Regions from separate parts of the Pan troglodytes genome. Here region 2 is linked to region 1. A link is a contact called in public capture Hi-C data. All regions are on one chromosome and are shown on one strand. The core of a region is the stretch at or near the end of the contact, and the rest is flanking DNA. Distances in the headings are between cores, read along the strand shown.

The links. Capture Hi-C pulls out chosen DNA fragments and counts their contacts.
Region 2: a capture Hi-C map of stem cell-derived neural stem cells shows a contact between it and region 1, with 10 times the contacts expected there. The contact joins two enhancer-like sites. A contact is called at or near these places in 4 of 7 Hi-C or Micro-C datasets (blood, induced pluripotent stem cells, a lymphoblastoid cell line and 1 more) and 1 of 1 other capture datasets (stem cell-derived neural stem cells).

What each region holds. Positions count from the first base shown.
Region 1 is chr5:42,496,242-42,499,512 of NHGRI_mPanTro3-v2.0_pri, reverse strand. No RefSeq gene overlaps it. Among named protein-coding and RNA genes, the nearest start is that of SRSF3, 30 kb to the right of the region's middle. Within about 2 kb of position 1,737, at least 5 of the 24 cell types and tissues checked have an H3K27ac peak or open chromatin away from gene starts, as enhancers often do. A contact at or near this core is called in stem cell-derived neural stem cells, where this site is marked.
Region 2 is chr5:42,633,138-42,636,408 of NHGRI_mPanTro3-v2.0_pri, reverse strand. All of the region lies in intron 13 of CPNE5 (copine 5), which reads left to right. Among named protein-coding and RNA genes, the nearest start is that of RAB44, 63 kb to the right of the region's middle. Within about 2 kb of position 1,563, at least 7 of the 24 cell types and tissues checked have an H3K27ac peak or open chromatin away from gene starts, as enhancers often do. A contact at or near this core is called in stem cell-derived neural stem cells, where this site is marked.

The DNA.
Region 1 (3,271 bases), core at 488-2,987:
CTCGATAAAAATAAAAAAGAAAACAAGAGCGAAATTAGAGCCAAGAATGAAGACTGCCTGGAGGATGAGGTGTTGGAAGCTGGAGTTGGACTGGGAATCAGCCTGACAGTTCCCTCCAGGCAGGCTTGTCCACTGCCACCCCTGTCCCCACCCCAGGGACGGGACACTCACCACTTCTTGAGAAAGCCCATTTCGCCATTGGAAAGGTTTATTAAACATGAAATGAGGGAAAAGCCTAGTAGCTCCATTGGATTGGGAAGAATGGCAAAGAGAGACAGGAGTCATTTTCTAGAAAGCAATCTTCACACCTGTTGGTCCTCACCCATTGAATGTCCTCACCCAATCTCCAACACAGAAATGAGTGACTGTGTGTGCACATGCGTGTGCATGTGTGAAGGTATGAGTGTGAATGTGTCTATATGGGAACATATATGTGATTGTATGTGTGTAACTATGTGTGACTGGCAGCGTGGGGAGTGCTGGTTGGGAAGGTCCTCTCTGGAAGGCTGGGAGTGCAGAGGACAGGAAACTGACCTTGCTGAGTGGAAGCCATGGGCCAGGCTCTCCCCAGGCCTCATTGCCTAGAATGTCTTCTCCACACCCACCAGATGAGTACCACTCACACCCTAGACCTTCTTCTAAGTGCATCACGTACATAGCTCTTTTCATCCTCACACACTGCCGGGAAGGTAAGCTTGGTTACTTCTGCCATTTTACAGGTGGGGAAACTGAGGCTAAGAGAGGTTAACTTCTGCCGGCAACACTTGGAAATGGTTGGTATGGTTGGAAGCCGGCACCGCCGGGCCCAGGGTCTGGGGCTAAGTGGAATTCAGTGTGGGTCTTTCCTTTCCCATTAGAACCCCTCAAGTGTCAGACCCTCTGCCCCTCCTCGCAGTACTTCCGCCTTGCCTCATGCCTCCCAGGCACTATCTCTGTGAACTTTGAGCTCTGCCCCTATTGCCCAAGAAAGGCTCGCTGATGAGGAGGAAATTGCCCAGGTTTATAGTTTCCTCCCAGCCTCTCTGGCGACACCTGAGCCTGCTGCTTCTCCCCTTCCGCCTCCCGCCACAGTCATACACACAGCCACTCATGCATACTCACATCACACCACACTCCAACCAGCACTCCCCACGCTGCCAGTCACACATAGTTACACACATACAATCACATATATGTTCCCATATAGACACATTCACACTCATACCTTCACACATGCACACGCATGTGCACACACAGTCACTCATTTCTGTGTTGGAGATTGGGTGAGGACATTCAATGGGTGAGGACCAACAGGTGTGAAGATTGCTTTCTAGAAAATGACGCCTGTCTCTCTTTGCCATTCTTCCCAATCCAATGGAGCTACTAGGCTTTTCCCTCATTTCATGTTTAATAAACAAGCCGCTCTTGCGGAACGATGGTTGGATCCCTCATCAACCACCACACACTCCCGACCCCACCCTCCTTCCTGCCCCTGCCAGCAAACCGGACGGGTCCAAGGCCTGGAATTGAGAACCTGTTTTCTTCCCCATCCTGCCCCCTTGTGACGGGAGCCTAGAACTGCTGGCTCTGCGCCCAGAGGTTAACCACATTTCTCAGGAAGGTTCCAGTAGCCAGGCGGGTTGTTAGGAGAGGTCTGTATCCAACTCCCCTCCTCCTGCAGAGGGGCAAACTAACTAAATGAAGATCCACTCTTCCTTCACCCTGATCCTCAGGGCCACCAGAAGAGCTGACCGCTGTTTCACAGGCACACTCCACTGGCACAGGAGATGGGTGGGCGTGCCAACTGGACCAGCATATGGCAGGACCCTTATGATGATCAAGCCTACAGTCATCATACAATCACAGGATTGTTGCCCTATATCCATATTTTCTTGACACCCTAATAGTGCATTTGGCTAAACCTTGGTGAAATAAGCATGACAGCAGGTGACTGTGCCGCCTCTGACACTGACCACCCAGGCCTTTCTCTTCACTCCTTCCCTGAGGCCTTGGAGGGTCTGCCTGTGGCCTTTAGTCTGGTGTTTGAGCTCACAGAACTGGGTGTGGTTGACCCTCCCTTTGTCCTCACCCCCTCCACACACACACAGGGACGCTCTTGCAGGCTCCTGGTTTGATGAGGCAGCCCAGGATGTGTCCCCACCTTTCCTCTTTGAGCCCAGGGCCAGTGTATTTCAGGCCGAGTGATTTCACCCAGGGTCTTGTTTCCATTCCATTTTATTTTTAGTCCTCAGGTGCAGTGGGATGAGTCCCTCCTATTCCCCAGGTGATGGCTGGCTGTCATCATTGGTCCTGACTAGTCACCTCTTGCTTCATGTATTCCCCCCTCCCTCCATTGTCATTTCCATGCCCCCACCCCACAGGCAGCCATTCTACTATATCCTTTATTTGTATGTGTTCTTGTGCAGTGCTTTGTAGGCATGGATTTTGGTACTGCAAAGTGCTGCATTGTACACATAGTATTGCATAGTGTTGCCTTATTACCATTTCTGTAACAAACTGAATGTGTTACTTTATGTTGGAGCGTGGTGGAGCCTTAAGAATTTATTGAGAATCTCTGCATTAATGATTATGAAAGTGACTGCAAGTTTTCGCTGAGTCTTATTTCCTGAACATAAACTCAGGATCCTGGACCATGGTCATGTGGGAATAGCAAGAGAACTGAAAGTGGAGCCTGTCACATCTCCAGACTCAGTTTTAGTTCTCTTGCTATTTCCACCACATCTTTCATCACTTCCTCCACTAAAGTCTTGAACTCCTCAAAGCCATCCACGTGGGCTGGAATCAACTTCTTGATGATGGATGAAGCCACTTCCTTGTGGCTGGAACCAACTTCTGTGTTTCCTAAAATGGGGACAGCAATAGTACCTACTCTCTAAAATTTGTTGTGGGCTAGGTGTGGTGGCTCACGCCTGTAATCCCAGCACTTTGGGAGGCCGAGGCGGGCAGATCATGAAGTCAGGAGATCGAGACCATCCTAGCTAACATGGTGAGACCCTGTCTCTACTAAAAATACAAAAAATTAGCCGGGTGTGGTGGCGGGCGCCTGTAGTCCCAGCTACTCAGGAGGCGGAGGCAGGAGAATCACTTGAACCTGGGAGGTGGAGGCTGCAGTGAGCCAAAATCACGCCACTGCACTCCAGCCTGGGCGACAGAGGGAGACTCCATCTCAAAAAAAAAAAAGAAAATATTTTTTGTGAAGATCAAATGGGTTAATACAAGTGAAGAGTGCCTGGCACTACTAGTGCTCAGTAAACATTGTTTATGGATGCTT
Region 2 (3,271 bases), core at 314-2,813, 140 kb before region 1:
TCAAGAGAATGAGGTCAGGATACCTTCCTTGTTCTAGCCCCAGAGCTGGAGAGCCTCGGACAAGGCACCTGATCTCTCTGGAGGTGTAACAGTAGCATTTGCCCTCAAGGGACAATGTCTGCATGTGTGTGTGTGTGCGTGAGCATGTATTTGTGTGTGTGCGCATGCGTGTGTGTGCGTGCATGTGTGTGCATGTATGTGCGTGTGCATGTGCGTGTGTGTGTATGCGTGTGCATGTGTGTGTTCTCCCTCTTTTTTTTTTTTTGAGACAGGGCCTCACTCTGTTGCCCTGGCTCACTGCAGCCCCAATCTCCCAGGCTCAAGCGATCCTCCCACCTCAGCCTCCCGAGTAGCTGGGACCACAAGCACGCACCACCATGCCCAACTAATTTTTTAAATTTCTTGTAGAGACAGGATCTCGCTATGTTTCCCAGGCTGGTCTTGAGCTCCTGGGCTCAAGCGATCCTCCTGCCTTGGCCTCCCAAAGTGCTGGGATTATAGGCCTGAGCCACCGCGTTCTCCTGTGTGCTCTCCCTTTTGCAATTCCCTCCCCACCTTCCAAATCTAGCTCAGGTTCTGCTCCTCTGTGAGGTCTTCCCAGCCACTCTGGTCCCCGTGCTTTCTTGTCTGAACTTCCACAGACATCATGGCTCATGCCAAACCCACTTAATGGCAGATACTTATAACCCAAATAACTGCTTGGGTTCGTATACTGACTCTACCACTTACTAGCTACGTGACCTTGGCTAAGTCTCTGAACTACTCTATGCCATGCAAACTGATAATTAAATAAGTTAATGGAACAATGCCTGACCCAGAGGTCAGCACTGTCTTCTGTCACCATCTGCTGAGCACTGTGTGCCCAGAGGTTCACATTTTACAACCATCCTACCATCCTGGCACTGTCCTCATGCTAGCAGCCACTCAGCCAGCAAAGTTGAAGAGCTGGCCTTGAGTTCCATCACTGAATCCAAATCCCATGCTACCCCCACTCCTTTGCCCTGTATGTTGGTTCTGAGTGGGCAGGTCTTGTGTTCCAACTAGACTTTCCAAGGGCCGGTGAGGTGACAGCCCTGTCTGTTGCCTCCCCTCACTGGCCAGGGCACTGCCGGGCACACAGTAGGTGCCTGTTATACATTCGCATGCTGAATGAGATTGAACATGGCTATTGTGAAGATGGAGTGTGGATGAATTTCTTTGAAAGGGCTCTAATACAGTACATTGCTTTGTTTTCTGCATCTGCAAAGAGAGAAGCTGTCTTTGTACCCGCTCCCCCGCCCCACCCCAGGCAGAGAGAAGCAGACGCCACCGTTCTCTGGCCTCCTTTGAGGAGATTTAGGGAGGTGAAGGGAAGGGGTCGGATCTCTCCGAGCTTGGCTTCTAAAGGTGCTTGACAAGCCCAGAAGGAGCCGTTTCTCTCGGGCTAAGAGCAGAAAGCATTCAATTGACTTGTTTTCTCAGTTGTTGATCCCTGCTTCTTTGTAATCAACAAGAGAAAGTGCCACACTGGGAGGCAGAAGCACTGTCTGCACACATCGGAAGGCCATCAGCTGAAAAAGGAGCACAGCTCTGGCAGTCCCAGGGGGAGGCTGGTTTGGGGCAGGAAGGCCTTGCTAGAATCAGAACTGCCTGAAAAGGGAACAGGCTTCAGCCAGTAAAGACCTGTGCCTCGGGCCCTGGCATTGCCCTAGTGTCAGGCTCCTATGTCCAGCTGTCTGCTGGCCCCTCCTGGAGCTCAGCCTTCCAAAACTGAACGCATTAGCTAAACCTCCCACAGCACTCCCGTCCTCCTGGCGAGCCGGCTTCATCTCAAATATTCCCATCATGGGGGCTCAGGGCACCTTAGAGGTCATACTTAACATCCCCATCCCTCATTCCATATCCAGTCCACGAGCAAACACTGCTCGCCTACCACCCATGTTTTCTGACATCGTTCCCCTCATCTCAGGCCACCACCACCAACCTCATCATCTCCCCCTTATGGGGCTTTGCCACAGCCTCCTTTCTTCCTTCTGTCCTCTACACAGTAACCAGCGTACTCCACCAAAATAGTGATCTGACCACATCGCTCCCCTGCTTAAAACCTGTGTAGGGCATTCCACCCACCTCCTTAGCCTGGTTCGCACATGGGAGGTGGGAAGAGATACTGAAAGATGCTCCCACCGCAGCTGAGATCCACTGACCTGCAGGGTGAAGTTCCAAGCTCTTTCATTTGGGATGCTGTTTCCCCAGCCAGCCACCCGCAATCTGTGTATGCGTGCTTTTTTTTTTTTTTTTTAAGATGGAGTCTCATTCTCACCCAGGCTGGAGTGCAGTGGCACAATCTCGGCTTACTGCAACCTCCACCTCTACTTCCAGGCTCTAGCTATCCTCCCACCTCAGTCTCCCAAGTAGCTGGGACCACAGGCACACACCACCACCCTGGCGATTTTTTTTTTTTTTTTGCATTTTTGGTAGAGATGGGTTTTTGCCATGTTGCCCAGTCTAGCCTCCAACTCCTGAGCTCAGGTGATGCACCCGCCTCGGCCTTGCAAAGTGCTGGGATTTCAGGTGTGAGCCACCACGCCTGGCTGTGCATGTAAATAAAAACACACATCACATGCCTTTGGAGGCCCCTAGGAGCTGGCCCCTGCCCCTTCCCTCTGCCCGTTCCCACATTCATCCCCGTCCTGCCACCTGAGGCTCTCTGAACCTCCGTGCTGTCTCAGCCTCCAGGGTTCAATTCATATGGGTGCCTGCACCTGAGACTCCCTCTTGTCTTCTCCTGGGTAGGAGCTATTGGTCCACGGAGCCTCCCTGTGGGTGTTCCTCCTCCAGGAAGTTGTGTCCACCTGCACACCCGCCCCACCCCAGAGCCTGGAGTGGACACTTGTCAGTGCTCCTGGCTATTTTCTGTTTTGTGACACTATTCACCCCCTCAAAGACCTTGAAGTCCTCAGGGTAGGGGTTGTGTTGCACTTACTGCTGCATCCCCAGAGCCAGCACAGCTCCTGGCCCCTAGGAGCCCCTCAGTGCCCCCACCCACCCCACCTAATGTGCGCAGGAGGGCGGATTCCAGACCTGTCCTGTCCCCGCCTGACCACCAAGAAGAAAGGAGGCGACTTAGTGGAGGGGCAGCTCCTCGGCTGGCCCCTAGGTGGCGCTGGCCCCCTGCATGGGATTCACCGTGGCGGGGCCGGAGAGGCTGAGGCTGGGGGCATGAAACCTCAGGGTAAACAGGGATCTGAGAACAGAACATTGCTTTAACATTAAAGCAGTTATATTAGAGAGT